5 separate regions of the Mus musculus genome follow, and all the other regions are linked to region 4. A link is a contact called in public HiCAR-type, HiChIP or PLAC-seq and promoter capture Hi-C data. All regions are on one chromosome and are shown on one strand. The core of a region is the stretch at or near the end of the contact, and the rest is flanking DNA. Distances in the headings are between cores, read along the strand shown.

Region 1 (2,700 bases), core at 67-2,566, 550 kb after region 4:
AGTCAGTTAACAGTGACATAAATGAGATCCATATTTCTCCAGTAAGTCATATTTTTGTAACTGCCACAGTTTCTCCACTGGCTGGAACATTGGGGCATCTAGAGGTGTCCCCAGAGAAGTGCAGCCTTAGCACTAGGTCCTCCTGAGCCTGGGCTTGCTTGTATGAAGCTATGTGGGAAAGTGGAGTATCATCTCTGTCCTACATAAAGAAAAGGGTATAGCATTTATCATGGGCTCCAAGCCATGTGACACCTTTCTGAGACACAAATGAGCCACCGGCTATCAGACCCTCTCCTTGGTATCTTTCTCACATTCATATCTTTTTTCTTATTACTACAATTTTTATATTACCATCCACAAAATAAACTGATGTTATAATAATGCTGAGAATGAAAGTGATATAGTGGGTAAGTGTATAGACTTTTAGGAACAGAACTTATGTGGCAGGACAGATCTAGTCATTTTATCAACCTCACTCACTGCCTTTTCTTCTCCATGAGAAGCAGAGCACTTTAAAAGGAACACTAAATAGATCAGCGTAGCTCTGTATTTAAATCTTCTCTTCACTGTTTTGTTTTATTTTTATAAGAAGTTGTGCTCAGAACCTCCAACTGCTCCGTGCATCCGTTGCCTTATTAGGAATGGGAGTAGGGGGTGCTGCCAGCACCTTACAAGTAGTCTGTGAGGGTGGCATGTAATTGTGAGCAGTGCGTATGGGGCCTGGGTGGATCTCACAATGCTGGCAGAACCTGAGAGTAGTACCCCCCTAATGCAGGCAAACCCTGCTACCCTTCACATCTGTAAAGAGCAACCTGCAAAACATGCACTGGGTGTCATGTGCATACACAGCAGCCAGGCCAGCCTAGAGCGCTGAATGGAAGAGACTTTCAAGCCAAGGGAAACATGAGAATGTTTAGTTTTCATCAGGGAAAATAAAAAGAACCACCAGGATTGTCTGATGACTTCACACAGCTTGGCGTGGGAGGCCTTCAGTGGCTACAGGAGTTGGGCCTGGAAGCTCTGAGCAAGGACCCAGAAGCTCTGGCATGTTTATGTCAGTGAGAGGAGAGTCTCTGCTGATCCCAGTGAAGTGCAGCAAGCTCACCAAAATGCACTGTGGCACATTTCCAGGATCTTTGCATTATACTCATGAGGGAAATCTAGTTCAGTTTATGCTCTAACCGGAGGCAAAGCTTTTGCTACAAATAAATAGTCTGGAGGAAAAGCTTTGAATTCTTCTGGTCACTTAAGGGTTGAACATGAGGTCGCCAGCAGAATTCTCCCATAAGTCAAGGCTGTGTACCACTAGGTCACCAGTGATGACCATGTGTTGATGCCTATATATAGAACCCCCGAAAGTGACACTCATCTTTCCCACAGTCTATGGGCTACAGTTCTCTTTCCTTCCTTGTCTGCCACCCTAGGCATTTGGCAAGATTCTCATTTAACTTTGAAAATCAAGGCTAGAAAACTTTAGCAGATTTAATGTATCTATAAACTTCAGAATTATGCTTTTTAGCATATAGTTTTTAGTTTCAGTAGGGGGCAAGCCGGAGAAGGAAAAACACCAAAAATGTAATTCTATTTTGAAAATTCTAAACATCTTAATGGAATAATAGCACCTAATGTAGAGCTGTATTAGAGACCCTTTTCTGTGTGATCCAACACAGTTTTTTTGTTTTGTTTTGTTTTTTGTTTTTGTTTTGGTTTTGTTTTTTTTGCAAATTTATGGTTCTTTTCTATTAAACAGATAGACAGATACATGGATGTGTACATAATATAAACATTAAATGCAGTATTACAACCAGCTTCTACAGAACTCTTCATCAACTGTAGTCTGTTTTATAATAGGAATTATATATTCTGTATGAAGGACACACAATCCAGGTATTTATTTACAAGTTGTAAGCCTAGGTTGGACAGGTTTTGAGCTATTATAACTTACATCCCAGCCACATATCCCATGTTACTTGGTGTTTCTCCTGGGCACATGCACATGGTCCATCTTTTCTCATGGCTGCCTCCTCCTCTCTTTACCTCCTCTCTTATTTCCCCTTCTCCCTTTTCTCCTACTGTGACCCCCCAGCCAGGTAACTTAAAACCCACCTATCTCTATTTCCTCCAGTAATTGGCTGTCACCAGTTTTATTTAACCAATAGTTTTAAATTAAGAAGCAAGGTTTGAACAACAAAAGCTGGTATACATGAGAATTTGCTCCTTTTGGGGTAACCAGATCTTGGGGTATAGAATTTAGTATTTGAACACAGCAGCACCAGAGCAACCCCAACGGTGTTTGGAGTTAAGTGAGGAGTGTATTAAAACAATATCATTACATACTTCAAATAACATAAAAACTTGCAGAAATCCTTGGGAATTTTCCTTTTGATAGCAATTGAGGGCATTTATTCTGCCTATCCAAGGCAGCAGCTCAGTACCAATTACTATTTGTATGTTTGTGGACTTGAAACTTAAATTTCTGCCTAATGATGGTTTTCTCCATAATTACTGGCCTCAACTGGACCCTGGCATTTGAATTTAAACAACTTGAAAGAAACTTTCATTTAAACCAACAAAGTACAAGATAATGCCCAGCAAAGCAAAACTTATAACTTTAGTGGGGAACACTGTGTGTTTCGAAATCCTCCACTGGCTCTCGCCACTACTTCTGGTCTCATGGCTATAAATCTAGCTGACTGTGTG
Region 2 (2,700 bases), core at 103-2,602, 650 kb after region 4:
TTGTGGAGTTTGCCTAGCATGGAGTGTGTGTGTGTGTGTGTGTGTGAGTGTGTGTGTGTGTGTGTGTATGTATGTGTCTTAGATGGTTTATATATGCAAATAAAAATTTTAATTATTTAAGTCTTAACATGCACCTAAATATTTGAAAGGTGTGCTGATTCAACTTCTACACCCCACTCACACCCACACCTCTTCAAATATTCTGCATTTATCCACCTACATATATACAAACATGTGTGGGTACAAATATTAACATATACAAGTATTTGCATATATATATATATATATATATGAATATATGCACACATAAACACTTATACCATGTACACATATATGCACATGTACATACATGTACATGAGCACTCAGACCTCCAACTATTAGCATTTTAGGCACTTCCTAGCAAGTCCTCATCATTTTCTCCTGTCTACCTTCTTCCTCAAACTGAGTTTACCAAGCCCATCCATCATAACTTTAAAGGAAAACTCAACCTTCATCAACCCATGAGTAAATGTTCTATATTCTTAGTAAACTGATTTGTATTTGTAGAGAGACTATCTTGTGTGTTGTATGAAAAGCCTATGGCTTATGACTTAAGCAAAAAATGGGAGGTGGGATATCCATGAGGCAGAAAGAATTCTGGGATAAACCCAGTCAGAAAGAATCACCTGGGGAAATGTAACAAGATGGTCACATGGTACCTGAGTACATGTAATCAGCCACATGGCTGAATGTAGATTAAAATAAATGAAATAATTTAAGTTATTATCTAATAAGAGAAAAACCTAGCTATATATCCAAGGTATCTGCAAATTTATTTTGAGTCTGAATCTTATTTCTGGGAGCATGGGGCTGGGAGGAAGAATCAGGACATAACTTCTACATGTTTTGGTGTGGCCCTTGACTTGCATGTAAAGGCCACCATAAATGGGAATTTCTTGTGCAAAAGGAGGCCTTAGGGTAAAATGTCCTAAGATATTCTTCAGGTCTTGATCATTCTAGCCACAAGGAAAGTCTGTATGTAACCTTGGCCCTGCCTGTGCTTTATAAAAATTTACACACTTAACTACTGAAGTGGAATACAAACAAAATGAAATGAAATCGGAGTCATGTGGATCTTTATTTCAACCACACTGTTACTCTGAGGAATGTGCATTCGTAACACCTCTCAGTCATCCAGCTTTGGAAAGAAAGAAGACTTTGCCCAAGTGGAAAAATCTACCTGTTGCCTCAATGATTTAGGAGGTGTCAGCCTAACCTGAAATAATAAAGACCATTATGATGTCACTGTCTCCATGCTTGCTTTTAGAGGCTGTGGACCTCCCTTCCAAACACACAGCTTTATGAATAGGACTCTGTGCTGGCTCACGTGTTGTTGCTGAGTCAGTATAGTTGTGAGGACTGAGCCTTGAAAGAGGAGTTTACAAGATCCTTTTTGTGTGGCTTGTTATAGCCAGCCAGTTGGCACTCATGCCATTTCACTAATCTATATCAGACTTCACAGTGCAAACCAAAACTCACTACAGTGATCTCTTTAAACAACACCTGGGCCCTCAGAGAGAAGAACCCTATAGTCTACTAGAATGGATGGAATTAAGCAAGGACATGGGTATGCAGAGCGACCTAAAATCTTGTTATTGCCCTGGCTTCCGCTTTTCTCATCATACCTGGTGTTATGTGAATGTGTTTCACAGACATTTGCAGGGCTTCACAAAATAAGAGGAGAGTATAATAAATGTCTGCATTGTTAATAAATGGACTAATGAGGGGCAAAAACACAAGTAGCATAAATTGAGCCATTTCTACTACCCAAGATGAAAGCTACAGCCTTCTTATCTACTTAAAGAGCGAGCCCCCAGTAGAGTGTTAGAAATGGAGCAGGTCCTTAGCATGTGCTTGAAAAATGCCTTTCGATCCTCCTCAATTACCCAACTTTAAGGGGAAGGCTGTGGCTGGGCCTGGTGACATATTCCTGTAATCTCACAATTTGAATGATAGAAACAGGAAGAACATGAATTTGAGGCCAGTCTGGGCTCCAAAGTGCATTCCAGGCCAGCCTCAGCTAATAAAACAACACTGTTTCAAAAACCCAAGAACTCAATAATAAAGCAGTTGTCTATCATAGACAGGTCTGTGCACCATCACTGTCAAGCACTGAGGAAGAAGGGAAAGAGTAAAGGAGAAAGGATAGGGAGACAAAAGGTCTTAAGACTACATAGACCCCAATGGACTTTTGACTTACTATTTTACTTAACAGCCCAAGCTCCCCATGTCTTTCAATGAGGCATTCATTCCATTTTTCCAGTTTTTTAGGGGGTATATAATTGACAAAATTGAAAGTATGCAACCAATTCATTACAAATACATGTATATTTTAAATCATTACCACAATTAGGATAGTAGATAAATCTATTACCTAGTATAATGTGTGTGTGTGTGAGTGTGTTGTGTGTGTGTGTGTGCAAAGAACATCTGAGACTTGATATTTGCATAAATCTCAAGCATATGACTCAGTTTTAATTACTACACTCACAATGAAAACTATTAGATCCCTGTTATATTTACATTAGATTGTTCAGACCCTTAAGCCAATATCTCTACATTTCTCTCACTCCCTGACTCCTACTAACTACTCTTCTACTATTTTTGTAAGTTCCACATTTTTGGAGTCTATGAATAAGTGAAATGATTTCTTCTTCTAT
Region 3 (2,700 bases), core at 84-2,583, 840 kb after region 4:
ATGGCTCAACCTTAGTTGCCTGTTTCACCACCCATAGCAAGTGCTGCCTCAGTATGAAGGCACACTAGCACACACCATACAGGAAAAGACAAGTCTATGGGACTTTCCTCCACAGATGCTCCCTACCCTGGCTTCTCAGCCTCAGTTGCATCTCTTGCTACCTATAGTCAAGACTATACATCCACTCATTCCTCCCCAACTTATCTTTGGTTTTGTTGGGTTCCTGTTCAGGCACCAATTATGATGTGTAACAAAACTACCTGGTGAGATGCAGCACATACATCTAATCACCCAGTGTATAGATACCACCAAAGTCCAACTTGGCAGATCATGAATTTTATTGGGGAGCAGAAATGACTCAAAGGCAGCTGTATCACCAAAGTGTACCCAACATAATGCTTTGTGAGTTGCTGTGATCATGGTGTATCTCCACAGCAATAAGGCACTAAGACCAAAGTTGGTACCAGGGAGTGTGGTATTGCTGTGATAGGCCTGACCATGATGCTTATTGGCAGAATGTGGACTTTAAAACTTTGGACTAGAAAAGCAGTTATACATTAAGTGGGGCTTAATGGACCAGACTATAGGAACATGGAAGACAATGAGTTGAAATGCTTACTTTTGTAAGAGTTGCCATGGTCATGGTGTTTCTTCATAGCAACAGAACACTAAGACACCAGCCCAACTCACTTGCTGAGGAAAAGTCCTAGAGATCTGCAAACACAAGACCACCTAGCCTATCTGCCAACAGAGAAATTGATGTACTTGTTTCAATCCACAGTACTCCCCAGCAAAGGATAGCTAAAGGGCTAAAGCTACCCACCATAGGGAGACTATATAGAAAAAAATTAATTTACAAAACTCAACTCAATCTAAAATGATAATGTCAGTATATGAGGACATAAAGAAAGCTGGTCAGCTTTTATTTGGCTGCACAGAAAATCTTGTAAGCAAGAAAACAAACAAGTTCTGGCATTTAGACAGGGACAGCAGAGAGGACAAAATGTAGCTACTAGAGTCTACCAGTTTAGATGTGAATTCTGGCAGATTCACCACAGGAGCACTTAGATTTAATATGGCTTACAAGATTAAGAGTCTAGTTGATGTGCCCAGTGATTGAGTTACCATTGATTCTGAACTAAGTTTGTGTGGTGTTTTCCTTCATGCAGTGGCTCAACTGGGTTCCAGAGAGAAAGGTACAATGGCGAAGTGTGGGTTTGTCAGAAGTGCACCACAAAAGGCCGTGGGAGTTTTGAAGCATGGGCTGGCATGTTAATGACCTGCCAGTGGGAACTTAATGAGCTGGGTGGAGAAATTTTGGAGCTCTGAGTCAGAGAGTCTCCACAAGATGAGAACAGACCAGCCATTCCCTGCCAGGGCCTGGCTGGCCGGCTTACCCACTGGTGCCTTGCCAACAATAGTGTAGATTCATTTTTTTAATTATTTCCTGCAACATGTAGTGAATCAACGTGTTAGGCGAGAATCCACTAGAAATTTTAAATTATTAGCTTGAGAGTTAGAGTTTATTTTCTTTTTTTCTTTTTTAAGATTTATTTATTTATTATATGTAAGTACACTGTAGTGGTCCTCAGATACTACAGAGGGCATCAGATTTTGTTACGGATGTTGTGAGGCACCATGTAGTTGCTGGGATTTGAACTTGGGACTCTTAACCACTGAGCCATCTCGCCAGCCCCTAGAGTTTATTTTCTAAGTGAGAGAAAGGTGGCACTGGGACAAGTCACGTGAACTCAAGGGCAGGAACATTGAAACAAAGAAAGAGGGCTCTGAGGTCCCCTGCTGTGGAAAGAGACAAGATGACTGCTCTGAGTCAGAAAGCTGTAGAATGGAAGCTGCCTACATCTTGGGGCAGATAATGATTTAACTGTGAATTTTTTAAATTGAAATTATTTGCTTTTAGGATAGATTTATGTATAGATTTTGTCCGAATCACATGGGAAATTTTGCCCACGGTTAGGAACTAGGATAGGGAAAATTAGTCACTGACTTAAAGTAGAGAGGGCAGTGATAATTGCCTGATATGAACAGGTATTAATAAATGTCTGTGGCTCCAGGTAGAGAGCCCAACAGATAGAAGTATAACAGGATGGCTGCCTGCTCAGAAGTAAAAACTACCTGCTTCCTATAGGCAGATATTAGTGAAAGTTTGAATTAATTGCTTTAAAGATGGTAAAAATATATATATTGCTCTAATAAGTCTTTCAGGATACTCAAATTCTGTCTAACCTGGCCTCCATGGAAATTTTTAGTAAATCCTGGTTTGACAAGCTGCCTGCTCATGAACAGATATAGATAAAAATGTGAATCAATTGTTTTAAAGATGGTATAATGACGTCTGCAGGACAACTAACTCATATTCTTTGAATATGGGCTCCATGGGAATTTTGGGTTAATTTCCTGGCATAGCAAAATAGAAAAAGCCTAAGAATAGGTATATAAAATATTTTAGTTTAATTCTTTTGTTCTGGATTGTTTTAATTTTCAAAATGGATGTGATTTTGAGTTTTGTGGTTATATTATTCCTCTGGGAAAGAGGTCAAAATAATGGTTTTTCTGGTTACTGGCTCAAGGATATACTGATTTAGGAGAAAGGTTTTGTCTTTGTGTTTTTAGAAAAGGTAATTAGGCTCTGGACATTTCCCAGAGCTATATGGATCAGATTAGATCAAGGGAGACCCC
Region 4 (2,700 bases), core at 113-2,612:
AAGAAATCTAATACATTTTCTTGTTTTCTTGTCACCTGCAGATTCAGTTCCCTTAGTTTAAGGATTCATATAAATATCTTTCTGTATTTGACATTGAAATCAGTGACTATTGTAAAGAGAAAGAGGAATCATTGAAATTAACCCAGGAAGTCTGCGGGTTTCCCCCTCCCCCGCTCACACGCCCGTTTTCTCATCCCCAGATTAAGAAGTTATGCTGCTTGACAATGCACTTTTCTCTTGCAAGTCTCAACATCGCTGGTGGTATTCTGTTTCCGCTGTTTTCTTCCAGCACCTGTTACGAAAAAAAAGTTAGTTGTCTTGGGGTGGGGAGGTGGGGGAATTGGATTCTGCAATTTTGTTGGGAAGAGTCAGGGTAACATTGAAATAAACAGAGTTGCCTGTGGGCACAGTGAAAACTGCACTTTTAAAATGAATCACTTCGGAGTATTTTTACACCTACCCCTATGTGCAAATGCAAGTGAAGTGACCGGCTGGCTACTGGACTACCTAAACTGCCAGTCAAAGAACTTGGCAAAAGAATCCTTTACCCCATCTTTTAATGCAAACCAGGGATGTGGCGTGAGGAAGGGGGAGGCTTTTGAAGACTAAAGAAAACACCACTAAGTAACGGCAGACACTAAGAATTGTCAGTAGAGATTCATATTTTTTTTTCTTTCTCTAAAATACCATGCGCTACAAAGGGAGGAAGTCTTGTCACATGTCTTCATCAGAACTTTCCATACTTCTTCCAGAGTTTGCCTATTGTCGGAGTCTGCACCAGCCTTCCCTTTTATCTTTACACTCTTCCAGTTCCTGGGGTAGGCTGTAAGGCTTTACTTTCAAGTGTCTAACGCAGCGATCAGCAAGTTAACTTTCTGGCACGCCGCCCTAGACCTGCTGTGGCAGCTGCGGGGAGCCTTTACCTTCCTTTCCCAAAAGCCAGAGCCTACAGCTGCTTGTGTGCAATAACCCCCCTCCAGACGCAACTTCCAAATATAGACTCTCTGGCCACTAGGGGCTGCGCGGTCCCAGTCCGGAGGGCCGCCCTTCCTTCCCGCCCTCGCCTTGCCAGGCACTGCCCACATCTGGAAGCCAAGTCGCCGTAGGTCACCTAGCGGAAACACGTTTCCCCAGTGCTCAAGAACCGAGATTTCCTTTCTTGAAAACATTTAATGTATTTTGAGCCTCCACTGAAATGCCATGAGCAGCCCATTTTGAACCAGAAAAATTTAGTCTGACAACAGAGTCTTCCTCTATTCACAGCTGTTCCAGAAGGAGGAGCTGAAATCTGAACCTCTTGGCTGTGATTGGTTACTTCTAGAAAAAGCAACGGAGAAGGCGCCTCCCCGCCCAGAGGAGCTCAGTCGGGCAGGGAGCCGGGTGACTTCAGAGGCGCCTGCCTGTCCCCCGCCGCACCTGAGCCACCGCGATGCTATAGGACCGCCGCCTGGACCGTTATCCGCCCGCGCCCGCCCGCAGCCACCATGCCGCGCTCCTTCCTGGTCAAGAAACATTTCAACGCCTCCAAGAAGCCCAACTACAGCGAACTGGACACACACACAGGTAAAAATCGCCTCTGTAAATCTGTGCGCGAGTAAACCGCGGTTCTATTGCTTGACTCAGAGAACACACCGGGCCGCTTTCCTTTTAATGCTGTGCCAAAACTGTCCTTGCAGTCTCTTGATTACTTAGGTTAAGTTTTAATTCAAAACCTTTGAGATCTTTGCTGACAAGGAAAGCTTCCTTCCGGTCGGGCAGTATAGTTCTCTGAGCCTGTGTGTACGCAAAAGGAGTGCACGGACGTGATCGCACCCTTCCCCTCGCCTGAGCAGCAATCTCCTGAAGCCAAGCACTTGGGAAAGCAGCTGGATTCGTGCATGCCATTACCCGCCACAGGCACGGTACAGCTAGAACAGCCCACGCATAAAATGAAAAGCAACTTTATAAAAAGTTTTAATATAGTGTCTAGTTCTTCGTTCTAAATTGGGACAGCAAGGCTAGTCCAGAATGAAGGTTAGTCAGGGCAACTGTCAGCCTGCACGAGGACAGTAAGCCCAGGTGAAGGGAAGACTTTATGTGTGTCCTGTGAGTAAGGCTGTCTTCACTAGAGAGTCTCCTATGGAGTCTCCTGCATGTTGTTATGGTCTCTCTCAGACTGTGTACATATATTTTAAAAATATTTTGCCTTAATTTTTTCTTTCCTTCCTTTTCTTTCTTCCAGTTATTATTTCCCCATATCTCTATGAAAGTTACCCTATACCTGTCATACCAAAACCAGAGATCCTCACCTCGGGAGCATACAGCCCTATTACTGTATGGACATCGTCGGCAGCTCCACTCCACTCTCCTTTACCCAGTGGCCTTTCTCCTCTTACTGGATACTCCTCATCCTTGGGGCGTGTAAGTCCCCCGCCTTCCTCTGACACTTCATCCAAGGATCACAGTGGTTCAGAAAGTCCCATTAGTGACGAAGAGGAGAGACTGCAGCCCAAGCTTTCAGACCCCCATGCCATCGAAGCTGAGAAGTTTCAGTGCAATTTATGCAATAAGACCTATTCTACGTTCTCTGGGCTGGCCAAACACAAGCAGCTGCACTGTGATGCCCAGTCTAGGAAATCGTTCAGCTGCAAGTACTGTGACAAGGAATATGTGAGCCTGGGTGCCCTGAAGATGCACATTCGAACCCACACATTGCCTTGT
Region 5 (2,700 bases), core at 83-2,582, 860 kb after region 4:
ACAATCTGAACCTAGGCCCCCAACCCCACATATATGAAAAGAGATGTGCAGCTCGGTCTTCATGTGGGTCCCAAACAATGTGTGATGGCTATCCCTAAAGCTGTTGCCTGCCTGTGGAATCTGTTCAGCAAACTTGGTTACCTTGTTTGTTCTCAGTAGAAGCTCCTAGTCCTGCAGAAATGATGTGTGTGTGTGTCAGGGGATGGGAGGGTGGACATCTACGGGGAGCCTTCATTCTCTCACCAGAAAAGAGGAGGGAAATTAAGGAAAGGGACTCTGGCAGAGGAGGAGCAGGGGGGCAGGCAGTCATTGATCAGAATGTAAAGTGAATTAAAAAAAAAAAAAAAAAAAACACAGCAGTGTGGACAATACTTTAATGTCCTATCTCAAAACAAAGCACCAAACTAAAATCGAATGTACTGTAGCGAATGCACTGTACACCATCAATAAAGGAGGAAAAAAAAACACAGAGAATAGAACAAAGTACTAACAAATTAAATGTGTAATATATACCATTTCCCCAGTATTTGAAAAACTCTTACAACTAAATAATAAAAAGTTAACCCAATTATAATATAATAAATGTATATGAATGTATAGACTAAAGTAGATACAGGCAGGCAGGGAGCTGGTAAGATGTCTCTCAATGTTTCATTACTCCTATTTGAAGCTCTCCATCTGCATATGGACAGGCCTATGATTTAATAGTTCCCTGGAGCTGGCAAGATGGCTCAGTAGGTAAAGGCACTTTTTGTCCTAAGTTCAATCTCCATGACCCATATGATGAAAAGAAAAGCAACTCCTGAAATGTGTCCCCTGACCTCATTGTGTGCTGTGGTAAGAGTACAAATAAACTACACACATGCATATTAATATACAAATTAACTTAAAACATACTTCTTTTAAAATTTTTAGACAGAGCTATATATAAAATGAATGTTTATACCTCAATATAGTTGGAGATTAAGTATAAACCCTTTGATATCAGTACCAGAATCTAAGCCATAAACCTAGTCCCACTTCCAGATTATCTCTGGCTCTTATTATCATTTCTGCATGTAACTATCTTCTAATGTATACAATGTTTAAATGTCACTTCTAACTTCAAGACTTAAAGAGTTCTATGCTGGCTAGTTTTTATGTCAACTTGACACAAGCTATATAGTCATCTGAAAGGGGGCAGCTTGAAGTGAAAAAATGCTTCAAAAAGATCAGGCTGTAGGTAAGCCTACAAGACATTTTCTTAGGGATTGATGGGGGAGGGCCCAGCTCACTGTGGGCAGTACTATCCCTGGGGCTGATAGTACTGAGTTCTATAAGAAAGCAGAGTGAGCAAACCATGTAGACAGACAGTAAACAGCATTCTTCCAGGGCCTCTGCATCAGCTCCTGCCTCCAGGTTCCTGACCTGAAAGCCTTAGATGATTTATTATCTGTTATATGGAACAGAACTTTCTTTTGGTCATCGTGTTTCACCACGACAGTAAAAACCCTAAGGCAAGCCCATCTTGTCTCTATCAGCTTTTATTCTCTTGCTTCTCAGACAAACATCAAGTTTTGTTGCTAACTGTCCTATGAAGAGGTCTTTGTGGCAAGAAATTATGGGTGGTTTCACAGCTGTAACAGGCTCAAAACGCTTTAAGAAACCAAACCATGTTGACCCACTACTATATGAGTGACCATAGAACTGGATCTGCCCTATATTGTACATTCAAGTCAACATTGAAGTACGGAAGAAGAAAATAGAATATAAGAAAATAAATATTCCGCCATTGGTGGCGCACGCCTTTAATCCCAGCACTCGGGAGGCAGAGGCAGGTGGTCTACAGAGTGAGTTCAAAGACAGCCAGGACTACACAAAGAAACTCTGTCTCAAACAAACAAACAAACAAACAAACAAAACAAGAAAATAAATATTCCATCATATCAAAATCTGCACCTTGTCAGTGTATAATATAATCTCTAAAACTTGAGACCTTACAAAATGAAACTCTGTAACACCATACAGTGTAACCACAGACAAGAAAATTTTACTAAGTAAAAACCACATTACTGTAACACCCACTATGACTACTTGTATATGTAATATGAATTAGCCTCAAAATACATAAAACTATCGTTGCCCAATTAGTAACAGTTAATCTGAAATTCTATTTACCAGTTGTAAAAATAACTATCCAGCCAATTATAGTGGTACATCACCTGTTCCAACTGGGCCTGGATTACAAGGCAAGACCTCATCTCAAACAAAAACAAGAACAAAACAACAAAATCTATATCAATCAAGAAAAAACTTGGAATCTAATACATTTATCTTAATTATTTCCACCCCTGTAAACTCACATCTATATCCAAGAATTAAATCAGTTTTTGCTTTTGTATCTTCAAATCCCAAATGACAATAAAAAGGTTTTTTGAGAAAGTACATTAATGAAAAACTTTTTCTTTAAGATTGATTTATGAATTTACTTATGTATACAGCATTCTGCTTCAGTGTACGCCTGCAAGCCAGAAGAAGACACCAGATCCCATCATAGATGGTCATGAGCTACCACGTGGGTGCTGAGAATTGAACTAAGGTCCTCTGGTAAACTCTGAACCATCTCTCCAGCCCCCAATGAAATACTCTTCTGCACAGCTAGTGGAACGGACACTGACACAACTCTAAGCCTTGCGGTTCAACACACATCCCATTGCTAGG

Evidence for each region. Promoter capture Hi-C pulls out the DNA fragments that hold promoters and counts their contacts. HiCAR-type assays count read pairs that join an accessible place to other places. HiChIP or PLAC-seq counts read pairs in DNA pulled down with a chosen protein or histone mark.
Region 1: an H3K27ac HiChIP or PLAC-seq map of embryonic fibroblasts shows a contact between it and region 4, with 16 times the contacts expected there. The contact joins the enhancer-like site here to the promoter of Snai2 in region 4. A contact is called at or near these places in 11 of 39 promoter capture datasets (the 3T3-L1 cell line, 3T3-L1-derived adipocytes, the C10 cell line and 5 more), 1 of 15 datasets of contacts at CTCF or cohesin (the NIH/3T3 cell line), 13 of 484 Hi-C or Micro-C datasets (the 3T3-L1 cell line, 3T3-L1-derived adipocytes, the C2C12 cell line and 5 more) and 9 of 115 datasets of contacts at active chromatin or transcription factors (the NIH/3T3 cell line, cardiomyocytes, embryonic fibroblasts and 6 more).
Region 2: a contact with region 4 is called in an H3K4me3 HiChIP or PLAC-seq map of embryonic limb bud, with 7 times the contacts expected there. The contact joins the enhancer-like site here to the promoter of Snai2 in region 4. A contact is called at or near these places in 16 of 39 promoter capture datasets (the 3T3-L1 cell line, 3T3-L1-derived adipocytes, cancer-associated fibroblasts and 9 more), 1 of 15 datasets of contacts at CTCF or cohesin (embryonic stem cells), 11 of 484 Hi-C or Micro-C datasets (the C2C12 cell line, cerebral cortex, cortical neurons and 6 more), 10 of 115 datasets of contacts at active chromatin or transcription factors (the NIH/3T3 cell line, craniofacial prominence, embryonic fibroblasts and 4 more) and 2 of 9 other capture datasets (adipose tissue and embryonic stem cells).
Region 3: a HiCAR-type map of astrocytes shows a contact between it and region 4, with 6 times the contacts expected there. The contact joins the enhancer-like site here to the promoter of Snai2 in region 4. A contact is called at or near these places in 13 of 39 promoter capture datasets (the 3T3-L1 cell line, 3T3-L1-derived adipocytes, cranial neural crest and 8 more), 3 of 15 datasets of contacts at CTCF or cohesin (the NIH/3T3 cell line, large pre-B cells and pro-B cells), 6 of 484 Hi-C or Micro-C datasets (cortical neurons, cranial neural crest, liver and 2 more), 9 of 115 datasets of contacts at active chromatin or transcription factors (the NIH/3T3 cell line, astrocytes, embryonic hindbrain and 5 more) and 2 of 9 other capture datasets (adipose tissue and embryonic stem cells).
Region 5: a contact with region 4 is called in a promoter capture Hi-C map of trophoblast stem cells, with 15 times the contacts expected there. The contact joins the enhancer-like site here to the promoter of Snai2 in region 4. A contact is called at or near these places in 13 of 39 promoter capture datasets (the 3T3-L1 cell line, 3T3-L1-derived adipocytes, HPC-7-derived erythroid cells and 9 more), 3 of 15 datasets of contacts at CTCF or cohesin (the NIH/3T3 cell line, large pre-B cells and pro-B cells), 5 of 484 Hi-C or Micro-C datasets (cortical neurons, liver, myocytes and 1 more), 8 of 115 datasets of contacts at active chromatin or transcription factors (the NIH/3T3 cell line, embryonic limb bud, embryonic stem cells and 3 more) and 2 of 9 other capture datasets (adipose tissue and embryonic stem cells).

What each region holds. Positions count from the first base shown.
Region 1 is chr16:15,252,190-15,254,889 of GRCm38.p6, forward strand. No RefSeq gene overlaps it. Among named protein-coding and RNA genes, the nearest start is that of Gm41423, 140 kb to the left of the region's middle. Within about 2 kb of position 1,317, at least 63 of the 459 cell types and tissues checked have an H3K27ac peak or open chromatin away from gene starts, as enhancers often do. A contact at or near this core is called in the C2C12 cell line, the NIH/3T3 cell line, embryonic fibroblasts and 5 more, where this site is marked.
Region 2 is chr16:15,358,224-15,360,923 of GRCm38.p6, forward strand. No RefSeq gene overlaps it. Among named protein-coding and RNA genes, the nearest start is that of Gm41424, 170 kb to the right of the region's middle. Within about 2 kb of position 1,353, at least 13 of the 459 cell types and tissues checked have an H3K27ac peak or open chromatin away from gene starts, as enhancers often do. A contact at or near this core is called in embryonic limb bud, where this site is marked.
Region 3 is chr16:15,540,783-15,543,482 of GRCm38.p6, forward strand. No RefSeq gene overlaps it. Among named protein-coding and RNA genes, the nearest start is that of Gm41424, 13 kb to the left of the region's middle. Within about 2 kb of position 1,334, at least 8 of the 459 cell types and tissues checked have an H3K27ac peak or open chromatin away from gene starts, as enhancers often do. A contact at or near this core is called in astrocytes, where this site is marked.
Region 4 is chr16:14,704,490-14,707,189 of GRCm38.p6, forward strand. Snai2 (snail family zinc finger 2) reads left to right here and starts at 1,363. Exons shown (of 3, transcript NM_011415.3): 1 at 1,363-1,563; 2 at 2,222-2,700. The coding sequence starts at 1,485.
Region 5 is chr16:15,564,384-15,567,083 of GRCm38.p6, forward strand. The region is part of intron 3 of Ube2v2 (ubiquitin-conjugating enzyme E2 variant 2); the gene reads right to left. Among named protein-coding and RNA genes, the nearest start is that of Ube2v2, 29 kb to the right of the region's middle. Within about 2 kb of position 1,333, at least 2 of the 459 cell types and tissues checked have an H3K27ac peak or open chromatin away from gene starts, as enhancers often do. A contact at or near this core is called in trophoblast stem cells, where this site is marked.